2 separate regions of the Mus musculus genome follow, and region 1 is linked to region 2. A link is a contact called in public Hi-C data. All regions are on one chromosome and are shown on one strand. The core of a region is the stretch at or near the end of the contact, and the rest is flanking DNA. Distances in the headings are between cores, read along the strand shown.

What was found. A called contact is a pair of places that touch in the nucleus more often than the background predicts.
Region 1: a Hi-C map of bone marrow-derived macrophages shows a contact between it and region 2, with 19 read pairs. The contact joins two enhancer-like sites. A contact is called at or near these places in 3 of 484 Hi-C or Micro-C datasets (the HPC-7 cell line, bone marrow-derived macrophages and hematopoietic stem and progenitor cells), 3 of 115 datasets of contacts at active chromatin or transcription factors (bone marrow-derived dendritic cells, bone marrow-derived macrophages and embryonic stem cells) and 5 of 9 other capture datasets (adipose tissue, embryonic stem cells, embryonic tail and 2 more).

The regions. Positions count from the first base shown.
Region 1 is chr6:137,695,764-137,698,585 of GRCm38.p6, reverse strand. No RefSeq gene overlaps it. Among named protein-coding and RNA genes, the nearest start is that of Gm38915, 6.0 kb to the left of the region's middle. Within about 2 kb of position 1,540, at least 71 of the 459 cell types and tissues checked have an H3K27ac peak or open chromatin away from gene starts, as enhancers often do. A contact at or near this core is called in bone marrow-derived macrophages, where this site is marked.
Region 2 is chr6:137,413,094-137,416,228 of GRCm38.p6, reverse strand. It overlaps Ptpro (protein tyrosine phosphatase, receptor type, O), which reads right to left. Exons shown (of 27, transcript NM_011216.3): 14 at 1,879-2,011. Among named protein-coding and RNA genes, the nearest start is that of Gm52924, 140 kb to the right of the region's middle. Within about 2 kb of position 1,493, at least 9 of the 459 cell types and tissues checked have an H3K27ac peak or open chromatin away from gene starts, as enhancers often do. A contact at or near this core is called in bone marrow-derived macrophages, where this site is marked.

The DNA.
Region 1 (2,822 bases), core at 291-2,790, 280 kb before region 2:
TACAAATAAACACAAAGGCAAGGGTAGAGAATATTAATTTCCCATTATCTCAAGAATGTCACAAAGTATAAAATATTTCCTCTTGTCTTTGAAGTATATCTGTTCTGAGGCACTCTGGGATCAACAATTTCTTTTAACTTCTACAATAGAGCTGTGAGGGGAAAATCATGGTTTACACATAGCTCCATTCTATTGAGTGACCCATTTGCAAAGCCACATTTCACTATGTGTGACAAGAGAAAGCATTTTAAATGGCTATTTATAGCTGGTGTTATATCATATGGGGCAATATTATTAGTCGAAAAAGCCAGTAATTGAATGTTGTAATTCATTCATTTATGACCTTACCATTTTGCAGCATTTTTAATAGCAATTTCTTTTACAAGCTATTACAAGTGGGTTGAAAGCTGGTTAGATATTCTTAAGAGTAGAAGTCTACTTCTCCCAGCTATAAATTCTTTATCTAGTAAACACAAGTTCATCTTGTGAGCTCAGAATAGGGAACTGAGCTTCTCTTAGGCTGTTTAGTTCATCTTGAATGTATCTCCTTTATAACTGAAGGAAGAACCATGCTTGTAAACGCTCCCTGAGCCCTTGAAAGCATCAGCAAGCACTGCTACCAGGAATCCATCCTGTACATAGCCCTGGGATCAGTATTGATTCTGACATTAAATAAATGGCCCCAATCTTTTTTTAAACACTCAAGGCTAAAAGTAATACAATCTCAAGGAAAAAGAGGGAAAATATAGGCATGGGGGATGGAGGGAAGCCAGGCTTAGATGCCATTGCATCAGCAAATGGCCTCATTGTCTTTGGAAGCTATAACTGGTCTCATCTCAGGCTGGAGAGAAAGGAGGATGAAGGTATTTTCGCATCCATGTCTAGTCTATCGAACTGGAGAGCTTCTTGCATTTTCGCTGAAGGTTGTACACTACCCAGAGAAGCCGATGGCACAAGGTTGCCAAAATTCAGCTCAGAAATTCAGCCTGGACTTGCCAATGTGTATGTCTTGCTGAAACTATGTCTGAATGAAGGAGTTTAGGGTTAGTTGCCTTTCTGCTACTAGGATGAGTGCCTGAGATGATCAACTTATGAAGGGTTTTGTCTTGGCTCACAGTTTTGGTGGTTGCAGTCCTTGAACCATTGACTTTGTTGTTTGGAGCATAAGGTGGTGTGGCACATCATGATGGAACATCACCTAGTGGACATAAAGTGAAAGAGCAGAAAGGAAACAATGCTGACCACACTATTCCCTGCACTTGAAGCCTTCCAGGAGGCTCTGCCTCTCAGTTATTACCACCAGCTCACCTGGGACTAAGCTTTCCAAAGTTAAGGACATACTTTTTGTTTAATTTCTCACTAAGGCTGTATCGACCAATGATGATTCTGCTGGCTTCCAGAGCCCAGGCACTAGCCTACCAAGAGAATCCTGAATGGCTGAGATAAAACCTCCTTAAGCTGGTTCCTCTACTGAAACGAGTGTCTCCTACTGTGTGAAAAGCTGCGCAGAGAGCCACGAGTTCTCTCAGCATATGCTGAAGATAATCCTCGCTCAACGCCTTCAACAGGGGAGAAAGAGGAAGTGTTCCAGCTTCACAAAAGGCTATTGTAGATGTCACTTCTCCCCTTCCTGTTATAGAATGTAAAGAAATATTTAGCTGCAAGACAAAACATGTCACTGGTCCTTGGCAGGAATCCTTATCACCTGCTAAATAGCTCTATTGTGTGACTGGCAAACACATTTTGTAATTCCATAGCTGACATCTCTATTCAAACCCACAAAGCTTTACTTTATAAAACTTCTCCGCCTTTCAAAATCTACTTCCTCTACCCTTTTGCAAGGCTCCAGGCAAATTCTACTTTATTGAAAACACACTTCCTTCTTCCCTCCTGAACACTGTAATACCCCAGCTCCCTCCCTGTCTGTGTGTCTGTCAAATAGTTGTCACACTATTGGGTTGATGCAATGCAGGGCCCAGACTGTGGCTCAAATCCACTCATGGGGGACAGACCACCAATGGCACAGTGCCCCTCAAATCCACTCAGCAGAGAGCGGAGCACAGGGGCATAGTGTGAGGAAGAGCAGTCGCAGCAGGAAGAGAAACTGGGAGAAAAGATGAAGTTGGCAGTTGTGGCAGCTTCAGGGTAGTGAGAAGAGAGTCTGGATGCTTAACATAGAAAAGCCCACCATGCTCCATTCTTCAGGATACCAGGGAAGAACATGCAATTGATAGAACCTGTGGACCAACAAGGAGAGTTCCCGAATCCATCAGAGTCTGCAAAGGAAAGGTAGGTTAGCTAAGAGGTTAGATTTCACCTGGTGCATACCCTGACACACATTAGACATCTGTTGTCCTGCTAGTTGGTTACTCGGGACTTCTTGTTTATCTTGTGCAGATGATGAGTGAGGAGTTATGTTATATCCTACAATACCACCACCATCATCACCACCACCAATAACAACAACAATATCACCACCATCATCATCACCACCCCCTCCACCATCACCACCACCATCATCACCACCATCACCGCCATCACCAACACCAATAACAACAACGACCACCACCACCATCACCACTGCTACCACTGCCATCACCATAAGCATCACCTCTGTGACAAATTGCCTTTGTGCAAAGCTGTTGCCCACTCATTCACTGTATAATTATTTTATTCCTCATCTCCTAATGTTTATCTTTGAGTGTGAAGATAATGCGGGTCCAGTGGGTTTACTTGTATTGAGTAAGATGCTGGGAAACAAAACGACTCTACGAATCACAGGGCCAGGTGGCCTTTGTCTCCTGAACTCAGAAGGTAGAAGA
Region 2 (3,135 bases), core at 244-2,743:
GTCAGAGAGTTCTTAAGAGTGGGGTTGCTCTTGTGTACCTTCTCTGATGAATGGTCTACTTACCCTGTGTGAAACAGGGAAATAGGCTTGTAAAATGTCTTTATAAAAGTCTTCAAGGAGAGACAGGGGAGACACATGCCCTCCTTTAGAGGTCAGAAAGCAAGAGATACATGCCCGCACCCCAGCACTTGGGAGGCTGAGGTAGGAGGGTTAGGGTCATAGGGGATGTTTGGACTATATGGTGAGTTTGAAGTTAGCCTGAGCTACTTGTTAACCCATCTCAAAACCCCACAGAGCCAATCCTTAAGGCCTTAAGTACTTGCTATATGTCACCTCTACTCAGGTTTGTGGCTGAGTGCTGGGAAGAAAGAAGAACAGGCCATCAGCTCCATGGGGAGCCATATTTACCTCCCAAGCTTATTTGTTTACACTTGTAAGTAAACTGGACCAAAAAAAGTCACCTGTTGCTCTTGTTTTCCAGGGTACAGACAAGAATTCATAGGCATTAAAGTGCATTTTAAAAAGTGTCACAGAAGCCACCCATGGTGGCAAACGACTTTAGCTCCAGCTTTTGAAAGAAGGAATGAGTCAGGAGGATCCCTGTGAGTTTGGGAAGGAATGATGCAGAAGGATCCCTATGAGTTCCAGAAGGAATGATGCAGGGGGATTCCTACGAGATCCAGGCTAGCCAGGACTATGTAGTTAGAGCATAACTCAACTTTACTCTTCATCAAAAACCAAACCAAACCATCCAAACAAGCAAATAAGAACACTCCAACAAAAACCCTGGAGGAAAGGGTCCTGAGTTGTAAGATGAAGGAGTGTTAAACATTGCCCACGTGTACTTCTGTCTTTTTTTCTAACAAAGGAAAAGTCAACAGAAAGGCCAAAAGCAAAACAAAGCAGAGCTGGCACTACTCCTCAGTGTATCAGCCATAAGCCTGCAGCTGGTTTGCAGACACAAAGGCAAATCCATTTAAAGGGACACAGCATTCCTGAGAGTGGCTGTCTGCACAGGGTCTTCACAAAGGGTCTAGAATTCCTGCTGCAAACAATGAACACGCTATACCACAGGAAAGGAACAAGAAGCCCTGTTCCAGACCCCACAGTAATCACCCATTTGCCTTTTAGCACGGCTGAAGTAGCGGCTTTCTTGCTTTGATTTTAAGTAGAAATGGTAACTGCTATTGGACCACGGCCAGCCAAGGGCCTGTACAGATGAGAGTGCATTGGTCAGGACTGTGTCTACCCCTGTTGAGGAGTCTAAGGATCACCTTGGTGATTTCTCTTGGCGGATGCCCTTTGTGTCTGGTGTACACTTTTAGGGCTTTCTGTATTTTTACTTCTAATTTTCTAAAGAACATTAAGCTAAAGCTGGAGAGACGATTCAGCGGTTAAAAACACTAACTGCTTTTTGCACCAAGTACAGGTTTGTTTCTCAGCACCCACATGCTTGCTCGCTACCATCTCGCTCCAGTTCCGGGGATCTGATACTCTCTTCTGCCCTCTGGTGGATGGCAGCAGGCATGTACACGGTGCACAGACATCCATGCAGGCAAGAAGATTATACCCATTAACATGAACATAGGAAGAACCTAAATAGCCCAAATCTAAAATTCATACTCTTTTATCCTATATTTACATATCATTTTTAAAAAAATGCTTGAAGACAATACGAATCTTTTTCTAAGTCACATGTTCTAGCCAAGCACACTTTGAGATAGGAGTCAAGGGCTCCCTGAACCTGTAGCTTGGGGTATTTTCAAAGGAAGACTGACTCCATCAAAAAGGCAAGTTATATGTATTGAGAAGGAAATACTAAAAAAAAAATAATGAAGAAACTTCAAAAGACCAGATTGCCTCAGTCTGTATCATTACCCATTGTGGAGACAGCTATGAATGTAGGGACACTGGGAGTGTCGTGGCTGAAGCTGGTGACACTGCAGTTGTAGGCAGTGGCTGGGAGGAGGCTGGAGATGGTCACCACGTGGGACGACACAGCTACTGGCTCCTGGGGATGGAGAAGATAAAACACATTTCACACCATCCTCTTGTTTGTGAAAGTATTCTCCATATTAAGAATGTTATGTTCAGAATAAAAACATAATTAAAAGATGGAAAAGGTTAATAGTGAAAAACTCCCCCCCTTTCTCTATTCCCTTCCATGTTACTCTGTCCCATGGAAGCAGCCCTCATTACTGAGTGTTTTTTTCCTTGTACCTAGTTGATGGGGGCATAAAGATGATGTCACGGCTGATGTCACAGCTGACGTCACAGCTGACGGCGATGACTGGTGATGCAGCTTACACACTACTCTGCCTATTTACACTTGAATCATCTGTTGTCATCTTTGCTATAAATTCATATTAAGCTGATTTATTCTTTTTAAAATGGAAAACATTAAAACTGCATGCACAAAGGTTTGTCAGTCTGTCTGTCTGGGTACTGCCTGCACCCAGTGCCTGCGGAGACCAGAAGACGGTACACTCTCCCCTGGAAATGGAGTTGCAGACAGTTGTCAACAGCTATGTAGGTTCTGGGAAACAAACCTAAGTTCTCTACAAGTGCAGCAGGCATTGTCAACCTAAAAGCCATCTTTCCAGCTCCCATTTACCCTTCTGAAGGAGGGCACACACGTCCATTTAAAGTTCATCTTGCCAGCCTCCTACAGATGCAGGTTTCAGTGGTCTGTGGATTTCTCTGTGTGCTGCTGTGAGCGACACTAAGTAAGCATCATCTTGTAACCATAGAAACCCTTGTACCTGTAGTCACTTAGTGCATTTATGTGCCTGTGATGGTTAATATGATCACCAGCCTGGCAGGACCTGGAGTCATCTATGAGATGAGGGATGGTGGGATAGTGGTGGGGTGGGGTCATTTAGATTAGGTTAGCCTCTGGGCATGCCTGTGAGAGAGTATTGTGATTGGGTTAATTGACATAAGAAGACCCACCCCCAAGGAGGTTCTCTGAGCTTGGGCCCTGGACAGCATAAACAGGAGGAAGCTAACTGAACCACAACATCATAATTCTCTGCTTCTGGATTGTTGACGCAGTGTGAGTGGCTTCCTCCAGCTCCTGTGCCGGGACTTCCCCACCAGGAAGGGCTATACACTGAAACAATGAGTTGGAAGAGA